2 separate regions of the Nomascus leucogenys genome follow, and region 2 is linked to region 1. Evidence: chromatin contacts called from public Hi-C data. All regions are on one chromosome and are shown on one strand. Each heading gives the region's core, a stretch centred on a gene start, on an enhancer-like site or on the middle of the called end of the contact. The rest is flanking DNA. Distances are from core to core; before and after follow the strand shown.

The links. A called contact is a pair of places that touch in the nucleus more often than the background predicts.
Region 2: a contact with region 1 is called in a Hi-C map of a lymphoblastoid cell line, with 8 times the contacts expected there. The contact joins two enhancer-like sites. A contact is called at or near these places in 3 of 4 Hi-C or Micro-C datasets (a lymphoblastoid cell line and an unstated tissue).

What each region holds. Positions count from the first base shown.
Region 1 is chr10:90,024,849-90,029,104 of Asia_NLE_v1, forward strand. It overlaps HIP1R (huntingtin-interacting protein 1-related protein), which reads left to right. Exons shown (of 32, transcript XM_030821574.1): 27 at 1-45; 28 at 199-304; 29 at 472-595; 30 at 687-748; 31 at 869-1,075; 32 at 1,268-2,489. The coding sequence ends at 1,315. Among named protein-coding and RNA genes, the nearest start is that of HIP1R, 28 kb to the left of the region's middle. Within about 2 kb of position 2,168, the one cell type or tissue checked has an H3K27ac peak away from gene starts, as active enhancers do. A contact at or near this core is called in a lymphoblastoid cell line, where this site is marked.
Region 2 is chr10:90,108,059-90,112,314 of Asia_NLE_v1, forward strand. ABCB9 (ATP-binding cassette sub-family B member 9) reads right to left here. Exons shown (of 12, transcript XM_030821577.1): 7 at 2,920-3,048. Among named protein-coding and RNA genes, the nearest start is that of OGFOD2, 30 kb to the right of the region's middle. Within about 2 kb of position 2,248, the one cell type or tissue checked has an H3K27ac peak away from gene starts, as active enhancers do. A contact at or near this core is called in a lymphoblastoid cell line, where this site is marked.

The DNA.
Region 1 (4,256 bases), core at 918-3,417:
CATCTCAGCCTCCAAGGCTGTGGGCTGGGGAGCCACACAGCTGGTGTAGGTTGCCCTGGGTAGGGGTGGGCAGGGGGCTGCTGCCTGCCAGTTGGAGCAGTCTGGGGGTCAACGGTGCGGGGAGTAGACGGGGTGTGGAGTGGCGCCAGCCGTCCATGGGGTCAGAGACTCTGGCCCTGACTGGCCCTTGCCTCGCAGGGAGGCGGCTGACAAAGTGGTGCTTCACACGGGCAAGTATGAGGAGCTCATCGTCTGCTCCCACGAGATCGCAGCCAGCACGGCCCAACTCGTGGCGGCCTCCAAGGTGAGCTTGCATGCTGACGGCAGCACACCGGGCTCTGGGCCCAGTTTGGCCTGGGCTGTGGCTGCCAAGCCCAGGCCTGTTGCTGCCCTGAGCTGGGAGACCTGGGCCCACCCTGATCTCTCGCCCCACCCTGACCCCTCGCCCCACCCTGACCCCTCGCCCCTCAGGTGAAGGCCGACAAGCACAGCCCCCACCTGAGCCGCCTGCAGGAATGTTCTCGCACAGTCAATGAGAGGGCTGCCAATGTAGTGGCCTCCACCAAGTCAGGCCAGGAGCAGATTGAGGACAGAGGTGAGTGCCAGGTGCCAAGGGGGGCTACTGGCTCCCGAGGATGAATGGGGGTGGGCACCCAGATGTTCACTCCCTTGCTCTCCGGCCATAGACACCATGGATTTCTCTGGCCTGTCCCTCATCAAGCTGAAGAAGCAGGAGATGGAGACCCAGGTAGGTGCCCATGGCTGCCCCGTGACCTCTGAGCTCACCCCTCGGGTGAAGCCTGGACCCAGGAGAGAGCTCCCTGGGGAGGCTGGGCTGGGCTGGGCTGAGCAGGCCGTGTGGCTACAGGTGCGTGTCCTGGAGCTGGAGAAGACGCTGGAGGCTGAACGCATGCGGCTGGGAGAGTTGCGGAAGCAACACTACGTGCTGGCTGGGGCATCAGGCAGCCCTGGAGAGGAGGAGGCCGTCCGGCCCAGCGCTGCCCCCCGAAGTGTAACCACCAAGAAACCACCCCTGGCCCAGAAGCCCAGCGTGGCCCCCAGACAGGACCACCAGGTGCCGTCTGCACTGGGATGGGGGAGTTCCTGGATGGGGGTGCCGTCCCCAGCCCTAGAGGGGCACATGGTGCACATCCCTGGGGAAGTCAGGGACCACTGACAACGTGGAGGGAGGAGCTTGCTCAAGGGAGAGGTGGGGCCCCAGGAGCCTGGCCGTGACCACTGACCCCCCCACCTTGAACCCCTACAGCTTGACAGAAAGGATGGCATCTACCCAGCTCAACTCGTGAACTACTAGACCCCCCAGGGGTCAAGCAGGGTGGCTGGTAGACAGGCCTGAGCCTCTGCAACTGCCCTGACAGGACCGAGGGGCCTTGCCCCTCCACCTGGTGCCCAAGCCTCCCGCCCCACCGTCTGGATCAGTGTCCTCAAGGCCCCGGGCCCTTACTGAGCCTGCAGGGGCCTGGGCCATGTGGGTGGTGCTTCTGGATGTGAGTCTCTTACTTACCTGCAGAAGAAACTTTGGGGTGCAGCCAGGACCCAGTAGGCCAGAGCCTCAACTCTTCAGGAAATAAGAGTTTTTAATATTCCGAGCTAGAGCTCTTCTTCCTACGTTTGTAGTCAGCACACTGGGAAACCGGGCCAGCATGGGGCTCCCTGCCTTCTGGACTCCTGAAGGTCGTGGATGGACGGAAAGCACACAGCCTGTGCTGGCTGATGGGACGAGGGTCAGGCATCCTGTCTTTGGCCTTCTGGGGCACTGATTTCTACCAGGCCTTCCAGCTGCGTGGTCTCCACAGACCAGGCTCTGGGTGGGCTAGAGGAATGTCGCCCATTACTCCTCAGGCCTGGCCCTCGGGCCTCCGTGATGGGAGCCCCCAGGAGAGGTCAGATGCTGGAAGGGGCCGCTTTTTGGGGAGTGAGGTGAGACATAGTGGCCCAGGCGCACCTTCACTCCTGGAGTTTCCATTTCCAGCTGGAATCTGCAGTCACCCCCATTTCCTGTTTTCCATTCCCCCGTTCTGGCTGCGCCCCACTGCCCACCTGAAGGGGTGGTTTCCAGCCCTCTGGAGAGTGGGTTTGGCCCTGGGCCCTCCAGCTCAGCCAGAAAAAGCCCAGAAACCCAGCTGCTGGACCAGGGCCCTCAGGGAGGGGACCCTGCAGCTGGAGCGAGCTAGGCCCTGGCTTTGCCCATCAGATTTGAACGAATGTGTGTCCCTTGAGCCCAAGGGGAGTGGCAGGAGGGGTGGGACCAGGCTGGGAGGACAAAGCCAGCAGCTGCCATGCCCTCCTGCTCCCCCCACCCTGCCCCCAGCCCCAGCCCTAGCCCTTTAGCCATTCACCCTGTGCTCTAGAAAGGCTACCAAATACTGGCCAAGGTCAGGAGGAGCAAAAATGAGCCCCTTGGCTTTGTGTTAGCATTTCCTCCTGAAGTGTTCTGTTGGCAATAAAATGCACTTTGACTGTTGTCACTGATGCCCCAGAGGGAGGGGGCTGTGCCTGGCTCTTCATTCCTCTAGGGACATGTGTTCCCTTGTCTAGGCCCTGGCCAGGCGCTGGGGCGGGGACCTATTCATGTCTGCATTTAATGCTAGAGTACTTGGGACTGCAGAAAAGCTCAACAGGGCTGTCACTGGCTTGTGTCCCCGCCTTGCATCTCTGGGAGGATTTATGGGCCTCAGGGCCCTCCTTTTACACAGGAGGCCAAGAGCCACCTGCACTCCCAGCCTTGATGCCCACAGCTTCCCTGGGGCCCCCAGCAGTTGCTGACCCCCTCAGTGTGTCTGAGACCGTGCCTGACAGTTGCTAAGTTAAGGTGGGGACCCTGACTCCCGGTTGGCCTGGGCTTGAGCCATGGCCACACACAGCCTTTGCACCTACCGGAAACCTGGAAGGGTGTTCAGTCCCTGGGCATGTGGCAGCCTTGCAAGCACCCACTTTACCCAGGAGCACATGCCAGAGGGAACGCTGAGGTGGGTGAGCTCACTCTGTCCTACCCCCTGCCAAGATCACTGGCATTTATGGAAAGGACAGGGTGGGTCAGGGGAGAGAAAAGGCCCCTTGGCTGGCTCCTGTATGCCCTCAGACAAGCCTCCCACCTGTGCCCAGGTCTCCTGAAAGATGAAGTGGGGCCTCAGCTGGGGCTGCGTAGCCAGGGTGCTTGTGCCGGGTGGTTAGGGTGAAAGGGCCTTGCAAACTGACCACGAGGGCTAAGACAGACCCCATGCCTGGCTCTTGTTTACACAGCAAGATGGCTTCAGAAAACACTAACAGAACTGATTCTCCACCAGATACAAACCAGTGAAAATCCACAGGCACTGACAACACTTAACTGATCATTCTTGAGTCCTCAATGACCAAACTTTTTGAGATGGAGTCTTGCTGTCACCTAGGCGGCAATACAGTGGCATGCCTTGGCTCACTACAACCTCCTCCCGGGTTCAAGAAATTCTGCCTCAGTCTTCCGAGCAGCTGGGATTACAGGCATGCACCACCATGCCTGGCTAATTTTTGTATTTTTAGTAGAGATGGGGGCTTTGCCATGTTGGCCAGGCTGGTCTCAAACTCCTGATCTCAAGTGATCCGCCCCCCAGCCTCAGCCTCCCAAAGTGCTGGGATTACAGGCCACTGTGCCTGGCCGAAACCTTTAATTGAAAAGGCTGCCTCGTGTGGGGCTAGAAAGCAGGAGCGTGGGGTCTGGTCCTGCTCCCCCACCCTCTTGGACCTGTCATTGCCTCTCCCTGGTCCTCCTTGTGAACGGGACACACAGCGGGAGGAGAGGCTCCCACAAAGCAAGGTTCATGAGCCACAAGACTGTGAAGTCCAGCATCCTCACTGGAGTGGACAACAGATTTGGCCATAAGCTTCCTGGCAGCCACTGGGAAGAATGAAACTATCAGACACTTTTTTTTTTTAAGGCTAACTGGCTTCTCAGGAAATGCTTCCCTCTTCCTCACAGAAAAACCACAGAAATTTCTCCTGCACATTCTCATAGAACAATGATGTGCCAGGAATGGCAGCTATTAGAAGAGACAGCAACAGGTGAGCTTGCTCTCATCTCAGTTCCTCAAGTCCCTCGCAGGGGCATTGTGACCCAGATACACAGCTCAGCTGGGGTGGTGAGGACGCAGGCGTACGGCTCAGCCGGGGCGGCGGGCATACATAGCTGCAGGCGCACGGCTCAGCCGGGGCGGCGGGCATACATAGCTGCAGGCGCACGGCTCAGCCGGGGCGGCGGG
Region 2 (4,256 bases), core at 998-3,497, 83 kb after region 1:
ATTGCCATAGCATAGCTGTTTTTTTTTTTTTTTTTTTTTAAGATAGAGTCTCCCTCTGTCGCCCAAGCTGGAGTGCATTGGTGTAATCTTGGCTCACTGCACCCTCCGCCTCCCAAGTCAAGTGATTCTCCTGCCTCAGCCTCCAGAGTAGCTGGGATTACAGGTACTCGCCACCACACCCAGCTAATATTTGTATTTTTAGTAGAGACAGGGTTTCACCATGTTGGCCAGGCTGGTCCCAAACTCCTGACCTTAAGTGATCCGCCCACCTCACCCTCCCAAAGTGCTGAGATTACAGGCGTGAGTCAACAGATCTGGCTTGATTTCAGTTTTCAAAATGTGTACTATAAATAAATATGTTCGCCTTGGGTAAAAATACATAGAATATGAATGTAAATCATAATAACGGCCCATTTTCTTAAGTATTCTCTTTTTATTTATTGTTTTTGAGAGGAGGGTCTCACTCTGTCACCCAGGCTGGAGTGCAGTGGTGTGATCCTGCTCACTGCAACTTCTGCCTCCCGAGTTCAAGCAATTCTCCAACCTCAGCCTCCCGAATAGCTGGGACCACAGGCATGAGCCACCACTACGCCCGGTTAATTTTTTGTATTTTCAGTAGAAACGGGTTGCACCCTGTTGCCCAGGCTGGTCTGGAACTTCTGAGCTCAAGGAATCCGCCTGCCTCAGCCTCCCAAAGTGCTGGGATTACAGGTGTGGCCCGCTGTGCCCGGCCGAGCATGCTCTGTATGTTAGGAGGTAGGTTCCAACATTATCTCCTTTTTTACTGATGAGGAAACTCAGGCACAGAGGGCTCAAGTAACTTGGCCCAGGTCACATAGCCTAGAAGTGGCAGAGCCAGGATTTGAATCCAGGCCCATCTGTCTCCTGAGTTCAGGCTCTTAGGTGCTGAATGTCCTCATTGGTGATAAGGCGGTGATATCAGCATCTGTGTCCTGTTACTGTGAAGACAACAGCAACAGCTGGTAGTAAACACTCAAAACCCCAGAGCTGGCTGGGCATAGTGGCTCACACCTGTAATCCCAGCACTTTGGGAGGCCGAGGCAGGCGGATCATTTGAGGTCAGAAGTTCCAGACCAGCCTGGCCAACATGGTGAAACCCCCTCTCTACTAAAAGTACAAAAATTAGCCAGGCATGGTGGTGCGTGCCTATAGTCCCAGCTACTGGGGAGGATGAGGCAGGAGAATAGCTTGAACCCGGGAGGCAGAGGTTGCAGTGAGCCAAGATTGCACCACTGTACTCTAGCCTGGGAGGCAGAGCAAGACTCTGTCTCAAAAAAAAAAAAAATTAAAAAGAAAAAAATTAGCTGGGTGTGGTGGCATGTGACTGTAACCCCAGCTACTCAAGTAGCTAAGGTAGGAATATCACTTGAGTCCAGGAGGTCAAGGCTGCAGTGAGTCATGATCACAGCACTGCACCCCAGCCTGGGTGACAATGTGAGACTCTGTCTCAAATAGTAATAATAATAAACAAACAACACTGCACTGAACATCTCGGGACATACATCTTCGCCCACTGCTGTGAGTACTCTTGAAGCATGGATTCCTAGGGGCAGAGTTACTGCCGAGTCAAATAATACGGCAGGTGTGATTCTCCAGCAGATGCAATGGCCTGAGTAGCAGATGCTAGGAACACCCCAACAACATCCTTGAGCCTTATCAGCGCAGCACACAAAGGCCCAACCTCTTACTGCCTGCGGAATGCGGGCTTTTTTGTGGGAGTGGGGCAGACAAGAGAATTAACACCCTCACTCCAGGCTGACCTTGAGCAATGACTGATGGCAGCTTGGGTGTAAACACCCCAGCTCCCTGGCCCTCAGATGGGATGACTCTGGCGCTGGTATCCTACCCTGTCCGCTAGAAGGATCCCACCTCAGTTGCCCACACTGGTAACTGGCTCCACCACTCACTCTGCTGACTTCCTTCCTTCCACGTCTCACTTTCCACTCCCACCCCCGTTTCCTGAGATCACCTCCCAAACAAATCTGTTGCACTCCAATTCTGTCTCAGGATCTGCTTGTGCGGAAACCAAAATCAAGACAATCTAAAACACCCTTGCATTTCCGAGGCGCTACACTGGAAGTAGGCTGGGAGGAAGTCAGACCCGGCTGGCGCTGAGCCCGTTCCCGAGCAAATGTGGTGGGCAAGTCACTTCACTGCTTGGGTTCAGTTTTCTTTTCTGAGAAATGGGAATTTCCACATCACTTCAACTTCTCACAGAGCTGTTAAGACCATTTCCTGAAATCACCTCTGTCCCTAAAGGGTGTTGCTGTCACTTGTTGGTAGTATTATCATTCTTTGTTTCTTTTGTTTTTTTTTGAGATGGAGTTTCGCTTTGGTCGCCCAGGCTGGAGTGCAGTGGCGCGATCTTGGCTCACTGCAACCTCTGCCTCCCGGGTTCAAGCGATTCTCCTGCCTCAGCCTCCTGAGGACCTGGGACTACAGGCACATGCCACCATACTCGACTTGCCTATTTATTTATTGAGACGGAGTCTCGCCCAGAGTGCAGTGGTGCGATCTCAGCTCACTGCAACCTCTGCCTCCAGGGTTCAAGCAATTCTTCTCTCAAGTAGCTGGGATTACAGGTACCCACCAACACGCTTGGCTAATTTTTGTGTTTTCAGTAGAGATGGGGTTTCACCACGTTGGCCAGGCTGGTCTCGAACTCCTGACCTCAAGTGATCCACCCGCCTCTGCCTCCCAAAGTTCTGGGATTATAGACGTGAGCCACCATGCCCTGCCTAGTATTATCATTCTTGATATGATCATGCTGTTTCCCCTACTTACCTTAGAGAGAAATACCACATTGTCAGAGTCCCTGAAGCCCCCCCACCCCATTAAGATCCCTCTTCCCCAAACCCCTCCCTTCTCTCTGGATCCCCGGACACACTGGCCTCTCACCTCCATACAATCTCCCAGGACAAACTCGTAGATGATGAAGGCGATGAGGTTGCCGCTGGTCATCTGGCCCGAGATGACAAGGTGGCCCCCGTAGTAGAGGATGCTGACCTGGACCACCAGCAGTGTGAGCTGGGGCAGAGGGAGAGGGGATGTGGGTCGGGGGGACCTTAGATCCCCCACCATCCCCCATTCCCTGCCCCATCCCAGGCTACAAGGGGAGGTGAGGGCAGACCCAGCCACAAACTGAAATGCCAGCCGTTGGCAGGGGTGTCTTCCAAGGCTTGTCACTCATGCCTTCCCCTGCCCCAAGCATTTCCCTACAGAGGCCTCCAGCTGGAGCAGGCTGTGGGCTTGGCCACAGAACAAGGCTTTCTTTGAGAGGCCCTGGCACACACATGCCACCCCCAGGCTCCTCAGCTTGGCCACGTGGGAACTATTTGTCCTCCTTATGGGGAAGAGCATGACTCAGAGAGGGCAAGTGCCCTGGCTAAGGTCACACAGCGAGCTCTCTGTTTCCTCCCCCAGAGGGGTTCTGTGAAGAAGGGGCTGTGATGGGGGTGCCCATGCCTTCCTCCTGTACCTGGGGGGCATCTGGGAAGGGAGTGGAGTCTGAGTACCCATGGCAGCCCACACCCCAGTCAGGGACTCCATCTGTCCTCCTCATGCCCAGCCAGAACTAGGCTGCTGTCTGGGCCACTGTGCCTTGGTGGAAGCTGCAAAGGATCCCCCTGCCAGCGGACAGATTGCTAAGAGGATCAGCCAGCTGAGCTGGCCCTTAGCCCCTCCTCTCCTCCTTGGCTGGTACTTTGGGGAGGTGGCAGCACCAGGAAGTCCCAGATATCCTCTGGCCCCTGGCTCCCCTGTAGACCACCAGCTCCCTCCTCCCTCTCACTCCAAACCCTCCTCATTCCTCTGCAGCTATGCCCTGACCTGCCCACCTCCCATGTGTGGCCAGTGCAACAGTGACATGATCCAAGTGCTCCCCATCCTCCAAGGAGGGGCTGTGACTCACTCCCGGGAGTGTGCCAGACACTGTCGGGAGTGTGTGTGGCTGTGACAGGAGACCTGCCCGAAAGAGGCCTAGGGACCTGCTGACTCCCCACGTCAGCAAGGATGTTTCCCCAGCTGGGAAAAGAAAGCTCCCACCCTGCCACCCCACGCCAGGTGAGCGGGAGAGAGGGGCAGCCTTGCTTCCGGGAAAGATTCTCAGCCGGGCGCGGTGGCTCACGCCTGTAATCCCAGCACTTTGGGAGGCTGATGTGGGTGGATCACCTGAGCTCAGGAGTTCGAGACCAGCCTGGCCAACATAGTGAAACCCTGTCTCTACCAAAAATACA